2 separate regions of the Sus scrofa genome follow, and region 1 is linked to region 2. Evidence: chromatin contacts called from public Hi-C data. All regions are on one chromosome and are shown on one strand. The core of a region is the stretch at or near the end of the contact, and the rest is flanking DNA. Distances in the headings are between cores, read along the strand shown.

Region 1 (5,756 bases), core at 2,858-5,357, 190 kb before region 2:
AGATGTGATAAATTCTTTTAGTAATTAAAAAAAAAAGAGCATGGGAAAAAGCCCAAACAATAAAAAAAAAATAAAAAAATAAAAAATACAGATGAGGAAACTGAGGCACAGGAAGGAGAAGTATCTTTCCTAAGTTCCCACAGAAAGTTCATGGCTAGAGTGGGACTACATTCCAGATTTCTTAGCTTCCCAGCACAAGATATTTTTCTTTCTCTCTCCCTTGCCTCCTTCTCTTCAGCTCTTTCTTCCTCCTCTCCTGCTTCCTTTCTCCCTCCTTTTTATCAGCCAGCTTTCCAAGGTTACAGTCAGATGATCATTGGCCAAGAGGAACCCACAAGAGGAGACAGTCAGAGAGCAGACAAGTTAAGACACAGCATCTGTTAATGTTTTAGTCTCATGTTAAACATCAGCTAGAGATTTAGGACGAGCTCTCTGCGGTGGCCAGAGTTGTACAGCTCACATCCACTGGCTTTTGAGACACTGGAGTACAGATGGGCAGCTGGGGAAAAGCAATAGTCAGCAGTTAATCAAAGGGCAAATCTTCAGTGTGATAGAGGATCTGGGCCTCTCTGCTGAATAAACAGAGGGCGAAATCTAACTGGCCCCACTTCTCCATATGTCACCAGCACCTGTATTCCATAAATATTTAGCCTTTGAATTTGCTAAAGTATTTAGATATTTCATTAGCTGTTTTTTCAAAGTATTTCAGATTTGCATTTATCTCCAGTATTTGAATTATACGTCCCTAAGGAATATGTTAAAATTTTTGTTTTATACATTAAAAGTAGTTTATTAAGAATTTCTCTTCATTTAAAACTTTGTTTCTTATAACTATACCAATCTTTTAACTGAAATATGTTTTGTTTGTTTAAGCAGCTCTCTTCAGATTTTTTTCAGAAAAATCTTGGCATCTGGTAAAAAGGTGTTTGTAAAAAAAACAAAGTAGAATTAGACCTACCTTTTAACTTTTTAATTATAAATAATCAACAGTTTATCACAACTTTAACTGATTTCGAATGAGTAGATACAACCAGTATCACCTTTTGAGAATTTTTAATTTCATTGGGAAGTAAAATTTTTCAGACCCAAAGAGGTAGAATTAATTATATTTAAAAATGTCATTCATTCATTCAATTGATTAATTATTGAGCATTTCCTTTTTTTCAGGCCTATGCTAGAGCATTAATGTACTACTTGTTATAAAAAGATTTCATAGTAGGTATTATTAGCCCCATATTCCAGATGAATTAGCTGACATTTAAAGGGGCCTATATCATATAGCAAATAAAAGAGAAGACTGAGATTCAACTGCAGAGTATTTGGGCTTCATTGTTCCATGAAGTCTCAAAAAAAAATAACACTTATTAGTAATAACACTGCTAAATAGCATATATGTATGCATGGCCTTGTTAGACATCGTTAGATAGTGGGATTTTTTTCCACATTATTTCACACACAGGTAAGTATTATAAGACTCAGAAAAAGAATATCAGCTCCCATTTATTTCATGTAGAGATGCTGATATTTGAATCTCAGTCAGTCTCTACATCCTGTACTTTCTGGAGCTTTTTCACCAGGAAGGTGAGTATAGAATTCAAGGGGGTTCATTAACCTGGAACCCCCCAAAATGTTATTTTCATTCTTTAACAAAAATTTAATATCTTCTTTAACCCCATTCCCCCCCAAATCACAGTGACATTGGAGGCCCAAGGCAGCCAAAGCTATCCACCATATAAAAAGGTTAAAATTTTAAAAGCTATCATACCGCTTCTCAAAAAAGTTATTAAATTCCTGCCATGTGCCTAGCACTAAGTTTCATAAATCACAGAAAAAGTTACCATTAGAGAGGTCAGAAACTTGTAAAGGAAATTTTATGTGAACATTGTGTTTTATATACATATATAAACATTACATATATATATAATGTATAATATATTATATATATATAAAACATTTAAAGACCATAGGAGAGGTGGTGAAAGAAAAAAGATAAAATCACCAACTTTACCTCAGACAGCTCCTCAGCAGTTGAGGCCACTAAGAGATACTCCTTAAAAGAAGAGCTACTCCATGTGTGATGTGTGAACATGTGAAACCTAATTGCTTTGTTGTACAGCAGAAATTATCACAACGTTGTAAATCAACTATACTTCAATGAAACTTTAAAAAAAAAAAAAGAAGAGCTACTCAAGATACATCTTCAAGAAGAACAGGAACTCACCTTGCAACTACGGTTCAGGGAATGAGGGAGAATTCTTGGCAAAAAAGAAGAACTCGTGCAAAAGCACTAAAATGTGAGCGGCAAGATGCATTTGGAGAATTCAGAATGAGTGAAATGCAAGGGGGATGTCAGGGAGTGTCTCAGGTGCAAGGCCATGGCCCAGGTCTCATGAAGATCATTCTGTCCCAATAAGGAGCTGATTTCGTGGAAGAGGGGAAAGCCTTGGGAAGCATCTGTCTCCCATGAGAATGAGAGTCATCAGGGCTGATCTCTAAACACCTTTGTTATTTCCTGACTATAAGGGCTTCTTTGCCTCACAACTACCTTCAGTGTCAGGGGCTTGATTTCTTAGAAGTGGCGATGGAGACAGCTGAGGTTGACGAGATGCCCATAAAGTAGCAGGAGACTCTTGGTGTGGGGTCCCAGGCTCTGGAATTTTAACCAGATGTTCGGACACAGCCTCGGTTTGTTTTCCTTCTGAGTGTAGTTCTCACTTTACCCCGCACCCTCAACTGGGAACAGAGGCTGGAAACAAGGGGGTTTGTATGGGTTCTAGGAGACATGGAAGGAAGGGGATGAAAGTATCGGCACTTCAGATCTTGCCTCCTGTTCCAGAGATTAGTGTGGATCTTCCTGCACTGCACCAGGAGGAATCCACAGCCGTAGTTGGAAAAAAAAAACAAGTGACGCTTTCCAAAACTTATGAGCAGCTCTGGTGGGAATAAATTTGGAGTAGGGTGGGCTTGTGTACTCATAGGGGCCAGCGATCCAATTTATTACAATAACAATCCTTGGGCCCTTTCTTTGTGTCAAGCACTACGCTAAACATTTTACAAACATTAGCTCATTTTTTCCTCATAGTAATCCCCTGAGGTAGAGATTACTTTTCCTATTTTACCGATTAGAAAGCTGTGTTTAGTGAGGTTAAGTAGTTTCTCAGACTTCACCCTACCGTCCACCTGTGCAACAGCCAAGATTTATACACAGGTCTGGCTGACTCCCAGCCCATGCTCTATAAAGACGCAGTTTTATGTAGTGGAAAGAGCACTTTTTAAGGAGTCAGTCTGGATCTGACTTCTGCTACTTAATTTGCTGCAAAATCTGGGTGAAGTCATTTACTCTCTCTGTTGTCTGGCTTCCTTATATGTAAAATGGGATTAATAATAATTTTATTTACTACAGATATTTGTGGAATATATGTAAAATGGGATTAATAATAATTTTATTTAATATAGATATTTGTGGAAACCAAGTGAATTTATATAACATATGTAAAATGGGATTCATAATGATTAACAATAATTTTATTTAATACAGATATTAGTGGAAACCAAATGAATTTACATAATTATGGTTTTTATGTCAAATTTATGTAAAAGAATTTGCATGTTTTTATTTATTTCAAAGCCTCAGTTTTCACATCTATACAGTTGGGATAATAATGGTTCTGCAACACTCACATGGATGCTGGAAGAAACAACCGAGGTGCTCTACAAGGAAGTACTTTATAAACTGTAAAGTACTGTACAAATGAGGTAATGGGCAAGCAATCACCTTATAATTCTAATAAGCTGTAAGGGATTATGGCGATTACGGTCAGTTCCTCTGAGACTAATAACATGTATCGCTAGTTAATATTCTTTTTCTTTTATTAGGTTCCTTAGATTGCTTGGCATATATTTTCCAAGTAACTTGGCATGGCACTTCCTCCTATCCTGCTCTCCCGCTCCCAGACCCTCTGCCACTATAAAACAAGATGACGCCAGCACAAAAGTAGCAGCATGTTCTTTGAATGACCTGCCAAAGTCAGAGCCTCGTGTATTACATATCCTAAGATCTGCACATGCCTTAATACTATAAAAGAAGTTTTGTGAGAGAGACAAATACAAACACCATGAGGTCACTTCTTCCAGAGTATAACAGGATGCAGACTCTTGGAAGGAAATAGTATAAATGTCCTTTTGGAAAGTTTTGTCTCTGAGTACAGAACACATTATAAATTTTTCCAGAACCCTCCAACTTACAGTACATCAAACAGTGTGCCTTTTCTTTTCTTTCCTTCCTCCCTCTCCCTCTCTCTCTCCTTCTCTCTCTCTCTTTATATGCATTTCTATTTTCAGAGAAAGGAGGAAGAGCTAGGAGGAGCTTTGAGTTTCTAAGGATTTCCAACACCAATTTCTGTGCTTTAGGCCCCAGTCTATTTGAACAGAGAGCAGTACAATCAGTCCAGAATCAAGATCCCAGCTCTACTTTTTCAGCTGGGTGAAGTTTAATTTTCAGCTCTTTTCATCTGCCAAGGAGGGCAGTATGACATGGAGTTAAGTAAATACTGAAGTGGAAATCAAGAGATCTGGGATCTATTAAATAATTCTGTAAATAATTGCAGTATGAGAAAATACTTTTTTTTTTCTTTTTTTCTTTTTTGGCTTTTTAGGTCCGAACTCACAGCATATGGAAATTCCCAGGATAGGAGTCGAATCAGAGCTCTAATGGCTGGCCCATGCCACGGCCACAGCAGTGCCAGATTTGAGCTGCCTCTGGGACATACACCACAGGTCACGGCAACACCAGATCCTTGACCTATTGAGCAAGGCCATGGATCGAACCCGCATCCTCATGGGTACTAGTTGGGTTCGTTTCTGCTGAGCCACAACAGGAACTTCTGACAAAATGCTGTTAATGGTGTCTACTAATCTTTTAGTACCACCTGGCAGAGGCTTACAAAACAGTTGTTTAATTATAAAATGTGTGTGTGTGTGTATATGTTATATACATAATCTCATGCTCAGTGACCAGCAAAATTTCAGTGGAGGCATCATTGTACTGACCTGATCCTTGTATTTCTAGACTTCTGTTGGTGCTAGCCATATGTAGTGTGTAACCTTTCCTTGGAACAAAGAAATGACTCCAAGGAGATGTACGAGCTGTGAGTTGAACTCAGGTCCGTTGCCTCCACTATACTGTGGTGAGTGAATTGGCCTCTCTGAGCCTTGTTTTCCCCACCTGCAAATGAAGCAGTCAGACTAGATCATCTTTAAGATGCTTTCCAGCTCTGTGAGTCTATTTCTCCATAGTGTGGCATGTAGCAATTTAAAAACTCTAGACTTAGAAAGAATTTCCTCTAAACACTCCAGGTTAAGTCCTCCCTCCAGAAAAAATAATATCCAACACACAAGAAGTTGTATGATCTCTTATTACAGACAGTAGTGCCATAATTTACTTTGGTCTTATTTGAGAGTTACAAATCCAAAAACGCCAAACCGCTAATTGACATCTTTTACTCTCATCCCATAACCTGGGCATTTTTCTTTTTTTTTTTTTAAAGCCTCGAAGACAAACACCTATCATTTCTTTTCAGTCAAATTAAAAGAAAATCCTCCTTTGAAAAGCAAGATAGATATTATATAAAGGCATAATTAAATAATTAAGAGAAAAAAGGAAAGAGGAGCCTGAATTGGTGGCATCACAAAAGAGATGGAACCCAACACAGGATTAAAAAGGCCCAGTGTATAGTTTTGCACAAACTGTGACTTAG
Region 2 (6,347 bases), core at 705-3,204:
CATTGGAGTTCCCGTAGTGGCTCAGCGGTAATGAACTAGTGTTCATAGGGACTTCGGTTTGATCCCTGGCTTTGCTTGGTGGGTTAGGGATCTGATGTTGCTGTGAGCTGTGGTGTAGGTCACAGGCGAGGCTCAGATCTGCCATTGCTGTGGCTGTGGTGTAGTCGGGCAGCTGCAGCTCTGATTTGATTCCTAGCCTGGGAACCTCCATATGCTGCAGGTGTGGGCCTAAAAAGAGAAAGGAAAGGAAAGGAAAGGAAAGGAAAGGAAAGGAAAGGAAAGGAAAAAGCCAGACCATTTGGAGTCAGTAGGTGATGGGAAAAAGATGGAGAAGGAGTCAGGTGTCTTGGGCGGGACTGTCCTGACCTGCATTTACTCCCTGTGTCACCTGGTAAAGGTGTTGCTCTAGAGACCAGTGAAACTGAGGTGTGACTGTTATGCCTGGGGACACAAACATGGACCCAAGTAATTGCACGAGCTGTTGTGACAGGGCTAGGAACAGAAGGCTGTGGAGAAGGGAGGGGCCAGCTGCTGAGAGAATTCTGAGAAGTCTTCACCGAGGAGAACCCTATGAGATGCCCAGTCTTCTTTGCAGGATCATCTCTGGAATCAAGTTGGGGGGGGGGAGCCTCTCCATCCCCAAATACCATACAAATGTGATATATGAATTATGACCTTATTGGGGAAACATGGTAGCCAGACATCTGCCTTTTTCTTGAATCTATATTGTGTGTCTCAAGCTTCCAAAATTATGATTTGCCATTGCATTCCTAAATACTCATTAGGAAGGAGGTTCTCCTGAGCTGCACATTGAAAACAACTGCGTTGGGTGTTCTGTGCTTCCCCCCTTGGGGACGGAGATGACCGGGAGGACAATGTGCTCTGTCCCTGCAGGTGGCCCTCTCCTATATGAAAACATCACGTTTGTCTACAACTCAGAGCAGCTGAATGGGACACAGCGTGTTCTCCTGGACAACGTGTTGTCAGAAGAACAGTGCCGGGAGCTGCACAGCGTTGCCAGTGTGAGAACCGGGAGCCCACCGGGGCCGGCCTGGCCTGAGCCTGCAAGCTCTTTGGTCCTGGGCTTACTTGGAGCCAGGACACCAGACCTGAAATGCCCCTTTCTTTAGGAGAAGCACATTGATGGCAGAGGCACTTTTACAGCCTTTGGGTTAGGGTGACTGTCATTTTGTCCAGACCTGGCCATACCTATTGGGTCTGGAATAGCTAGTGGCTTAAATCCTAGGATAACAGTGTCCAGTACGTGCCCTGCCTCATATATAAAGTCACTGGGACTCCTACCCCATTCCCTCTCAGAACCTCACCTGGGAGTGTTCTGGGGGCTGGGTCCTGTGTAGGGCTGGGGGCCCTGTATAGGGCTGGGGGTGGTATGGACAGTGGGCTCAGCATCCAGCTGAGGGAGAGGGTTGGAGTCAGGAGCCAGGGGTAGAGTCCTGCTTCTCCCCAAACCTCACCCCAGTATTAATGTACAAAGTGGCCCCCTTCCCTGGGCCTTGCCTGTCGCCACCTTGATACCCCTTCCCCAAGGTGGGTACTGGAGGCCTAGGCAGTTTGCCTCCTTGTGCTGGAAAATGTCCTGTGGTGATAGGCCCAGTGGTGCAATCACTCTTCCAGGGAAGGGGGAATGAATCACACCTTTAGTCTACCCTGGGCTCAGGGTACCCCAGGCCCCTCTCAACCACCCTCCTTCTGAGCATTTAAACCTTGTGCCTTTGACCATCTCCTTGGTCTGAAGGTATTTTATGCAAAGAGTTCTTGGGCCCCTGAGGTCAAGGGTGGGGTTGCTGACACCCTCCTGTCTTTTCTGACCCTGTCCTCTCTTTGCTCAGCATCCCTTCCAGTTCAGCTTGGGCGACAAGAGGCAGGAGGGGCAGCTGTCCCCTCTCCCTAGGGAAATGCAACCCTTAGAGATTGCCTCAGAGCCCCCTTCCTGGCCAGTGGGGAGATGGACCCCTCCTTTGCTCAGTGCCTTCTGGCCAGGGCCCCTCACCCCAGGGGTCTGGATATACATTTCCTAAGCCCACCCTTCCCATGTTGCATGCATGTTAACACTCTATGGCCAAAGTATAGCCCTTCCTCCTGTAGCTCCTGCCCTGTCTCCCCCTCCTGGCGGGGTGGGGGTGATGACTGAACTGCTGATTCTACCAGTGGGATTTTTAAGGAGGTGAGAACAGTGGCATTGAGACTCTAAAGCAGTGGACAATCCCCAAACACCATCAATAGATTTGGAACTGCCTTTCTTTTTTCCTTTCTATGCATATATTTTAGGGCTGTAGATTTACTTTCCTAATTTGTTTTCCATCGCTTATTCTTGAGAGAATTCTTATTCTACTATATCATTATTATGATAATAACCAATAGCGTTTGTACATCTCCTCTTTGACTTTTCAAAGCCCTTTCACAACTGTTGGCCTTTTCCTCAGCATGTGAGGCCACTGGGACCGGCAGGGTTATCTCTGCTACAAGAGAGACCTGAGGCTGAGAGAAGTCAAGTGTGAGCTAGGACTAGAGAAACTTGGGCCTCCCAAGGGGAAGCTGGGAGGCAGCTGTTTGGCTGAATTAGTGTTAGTTTCACAGGGTGGGGCGGGGGCGGACCTTGAAACTTGAGTTACTGAATCCCTTCTCCAAGCTGGGCCCTGCCTCAAAGACAAAGGAGTGGGCTCTGCTCTGTCCTTAGGCCCTGTGGGTAAGGGAGAGGGGACTGTCAAAATCCTCTCCTCTACTTTCATAAAATTTTTTGTTCTTTTTATTTGGATGTCTTCACGGGTCTCACTTATACCAAAGGGAAAGAATCTTCACCAAAGTTCATATTTCTTCTAAAAAAAATTAAAGTCACTGGGAAAACCTCTTTATGTTAATCAATAATTTAATTCATCGATGTAGTAGATATTTATATGCCACCTATTCCTACAGAAAGTGGTGGTGGCGTTTTATACTGAAAATGTGGTGTGGGAGTTAAAGATGGATCCCTCTTTTGATTGGAAGAATTAATGATACCAGGATCCTGGAATGCAGTGGGGATGAATCTGAGTCTTGCTGTGGATTGTCAGCTTTTGGCGGTCAAGACAGAAAGGGAGACCTGATGAACTCATAATTATCATTAATGGAGCATCTTGTATTTCGCTTCCAGGGGATCATGCTTGTTGGTGATGGATACAGAGGAAAAACTTCGCCTCATACACCCAATGAAAAGTTTGAAGGTGCAACTGTCCTGAAAGCACTCAAAGTAAAGCCATAACGTCTTTTGGGTTTGAATTCCTACATGTCAATCCAGGAGCTTCTGGGAATAGCAGATACAGGGAAGAAAAGGGTTTAGGAGAGAGACCTCTGAGGTTGTTGATGGAAGCATGTAGGAAATAGCACCTTCATTGTTTTTCAGCATTCCTTCATTCCTCCATTTTTGGCCATCAATTTATCAAACTTTGTATTTCTTAAATTTTCATTTGACAAATAATACACTACCCCCTTCCTGAAGGAGCTCAAGGTCTAATGGTGAAAACACACTCAAACAAACAATAATTCTGCATGACAAGACATCTTTTTGGAGAAGAGTGAGGAAAGTATTCTGAGAGAAAGAAAAGAGGGGTGATTAGCTTTTATCTTTTGAAATTACTCAGTGAATTTTATTACATTTATAGTTGTTCAGTGATCATCACAACCCAATTTTATAGCACTTCCACCCCAAACCCCCAGCCCATCCCCCACCCTCCAACCTGTCTCATTTGGAAACCATAATTTTTCAAAGTCTATGAGTCAGTATCTGTGCTGCAAAGAAGTTTATTCTGTCCTTTTTTTCAGATTCCACATGTCAGTGATAGCATATGATGTTGGTGTCTCACTGTCTGGCTAACTTCACTTAGCATGATAATTTCTAGGTCTATCCATGTTGCTGCAAATGCCGTTATTTCTTTCCTTTTATTGGCTGATTAATATTCCATTGTGTATATGTACCACATCTTCTTTATCCACTCCTCTGTTGATGGACATTTAGGTTGTTTCCATGTCTTGGCTATTATAATAGTGCTTCAGTGAACATTGGAGTACATGTGTCTTTTCGAGTCATGATTTTCTCTGGATAGATGCCCATGAGTGGGATTGCTGGATCAAATGGTAATTCCATTTTTAGTTTTCTGAGGAATCTCCCTACTGTTTTTCACAGTGGTTGCACCAATTTACATTCCCCTCAACAGTGTAATACGGTTCCCTTTTCTCCACACCCTCTCCAGCACTTATTGTTTGTAGATTTTTTGATGATAGCCATTCTGGCTAGTGTAAAGTGGTACCTCATAGTGGTTTTGATTTGCATTTCTCTAATAATGAGTGATTTTGAGCATCTTTTCATGTGTTTTTTGGCCATCTGTATGTCTTCTTTGGAGAATTGTCTGTTTAGATCTTCTGCTCATTTTTTGATGGGGTTATTTGCTTTTTTGGTACTGAGCTGCAGAAGGTGTTTATAAGTTTTGGAAGCGGGGTGATTAGCTTTTAGCTTTCCCTCTCTGAGTGGGCTCATTTCAATGGCTCACTGTCCTAATCCAAACACACGAGTGTGTGCTAGTGTTCCCACTAGGCAAAAGAGAGATGCACATCCTGCATTGACTTAATAAAACTTAGCATCTCGTGTCTTCAAGCCTTCCCATCACCGCACTGGTTTTTAATGTTCTTCTTTTTCTTCAGTTTGGTTATGAAGGCCGCGTCCCCCTCAAGAGCGCCCGTCTGTTCTATGACATCAGCGAGAAGGCTCGAAAGATTGTAGAATCCTATTTCATGCTGAACTCAACCCTGTATTTTTCCTACACGCACATGGTCTGCCGAACAGCCCTGTCTGGTGAGATTCCAGAGTCTGAGCTTACTCCCTTCTATCCACAGTGACATGAGAAAGAAAACAATGCAGAACAGAGCTCCATGAACACATCAAACCAATGGTTTAGCAGAGTTCTCCATCTCTAAAATGAAAGAGGCTTACTTGCTCAGATTTTTCCCTTCCCACTTTGTCTACTTGTCGGTCCCCTGCTGCATCAGAAGACCATCGCTCTGCCTGCTTTCCCTTTCAAATCCATTCCTCCTGTTTGCTTAAATCACAGCAAAATGCTTTAGGTTTCACTTTTCATGATCCAAGAACCTAGAAGTTATAGCCCACAAGCACTGAAGGGAAGTGTAGAAGATGAAGGGATTACTGATAGAAGGGAGCTTAGACAGGCAGAGCCCTCCTTACCCCTGTTGTCATTATTTCTTCTCTGTGTTTTCTCTTCTACATCCTTTTGAGGAGGAGGGAAAGAGAATGCCACAGAAGTAGATTTTTCCACCAGCAAACTTCAGCTGAATCAAATCTTTTCATTGGATGTGTGCATTTTGTCCTCATCCTTAAATTTCCTGCCCCCCACAAAATATATAGCTGTTTCCGTATGTATATTCATATCAGAGAACTTTTAGCACTGAAGAGGCAGGTATGACTTGCCTACATTTTTTTTTTTTTTAACATCAAGTTCATATCAGAGCAGGACCAGAGTCTCTTGACTGTGCTTGCCCAGTGTTTTTTCACCCGCTCTGCCTTCTGAGGGCTCAAATTTGCAAGGAGCATCAGCCGTGGGTGCAGACAGACTGTCATCTTTGCTCTCAGAGGTTATGGCACTCCATCTCTCATTCTTATCTGTTCCCCTTTCTGGCAGGTCAACAAGATAGAAGAAATGATCTCAGTCATCCCATCCATGCGGACAATTGCCTGTTGGACCCGGAGGCCAATGAATGCTGGAAGCAGCCACCTGCTTACACATTTAGGGACTACAGGTACCGCCAGCACCTGCTTCGAAACCAAGCTTCTGCCCAACGGTTATCAAAACCCCATGGAAACTAGAAAGCTGATCTGTTGTACTTGTCATCACATTCATCTCCATGAAGCAGAGGTGCTCAAATAATCTTCTGAAGCAGCTGCCACAACTGAAAAGCAGCTTCATCGTCTCATATTTTTATCTTTAAAAATTCCCTGCCAAAAAAAAAAAAAAAAAAAATTCCCTTGCACGTTTTGATGCATCCGATTCCACAAAATGGCCATTTTGTTTCAATATAAAAAGTAAAGTTTATGGGATTTTTTTTTTTTTTATTACTTGGCTTTCACTTAAGCATATCCCTTGTGGTCTGTGTACCTCAGTCTGAGAACACATCAGGGTGCCATCTCAACATGCGTAGGGACCTTGTCGCCTCACTCATTTCTGTCTGCATTTTATAAATAAGACTGGAACTCAGAAGAAAAAAATGCTTTCTCTTATTGAATAATATTTAAGAGTGTAAAGAAAGAGTCAGGAGTTGTAGTCACCATGTGCGTATTAATG

What was found. Hi-C and Micro-C count contacts between places; a contact is called where the count stands out from the background.
Region 1: a Hi-C map of fetal skeletal muscle shows a contact between it and region 2, with 3 times the contacts expected there. The contact joins two enhancer-like sites. A contact is called at or near these places in 3 of 5 promoter capture datasets (fetal skeletal muscle, liver and skeletal muscle), 27 of 47 Hi-C or Micro-C datasets (adipose tissue, alveolar macrophages, brain and 16 more) and 2 of 2 datasets of contacts at active chromatin or transcription factors (alveolar macrophages and skeletal muscle).

What each region holds. Positions count from the first base shown.
Region 1 is chr13:127,620,867-127,626,622 of Sscrofa11.1, reverse strand. No RefSeq gene overlaps it. Among named protein-coding and RNA genes, the nearest start is that of P3H2, 52 kb to the right of the region's middle. Within about 2 kb of position 4,107, at least 4 of the 83 cell types and tissues checked have an H3K27ac peak or open chromatin away from gene starts, as enhancers often do. A contact at or near this core is called in adipose tissue and fetal skeletal muscle, where this site is marked.
Region 2 is chr13:127,429,353-127,435,699 of Sscrofa11.1, reverse strand. It overlaps P3H2 (prolyl 3-hydroxylase 2), which reads left to right. Exons shown (of 15, transcript XM_021070049.1): 9 at 895-1,022; 10 at 3,152-3,247; 11 at 4,696-4,846; 12 at 5,688-5,805. Among named protein-coding and RNA genes, the nearest start is that of P3H2, 140 kb to the left of the region's middle. Within about 2 kb of position 1,954, at least 4 of the 83 cell types and tissues checked have an H3K27ac peak or open chromatin away from gene starts, as enhancers often do. A contact at or near this core is called in adipose tissue and fetal skeletal muscle, where this site is marked.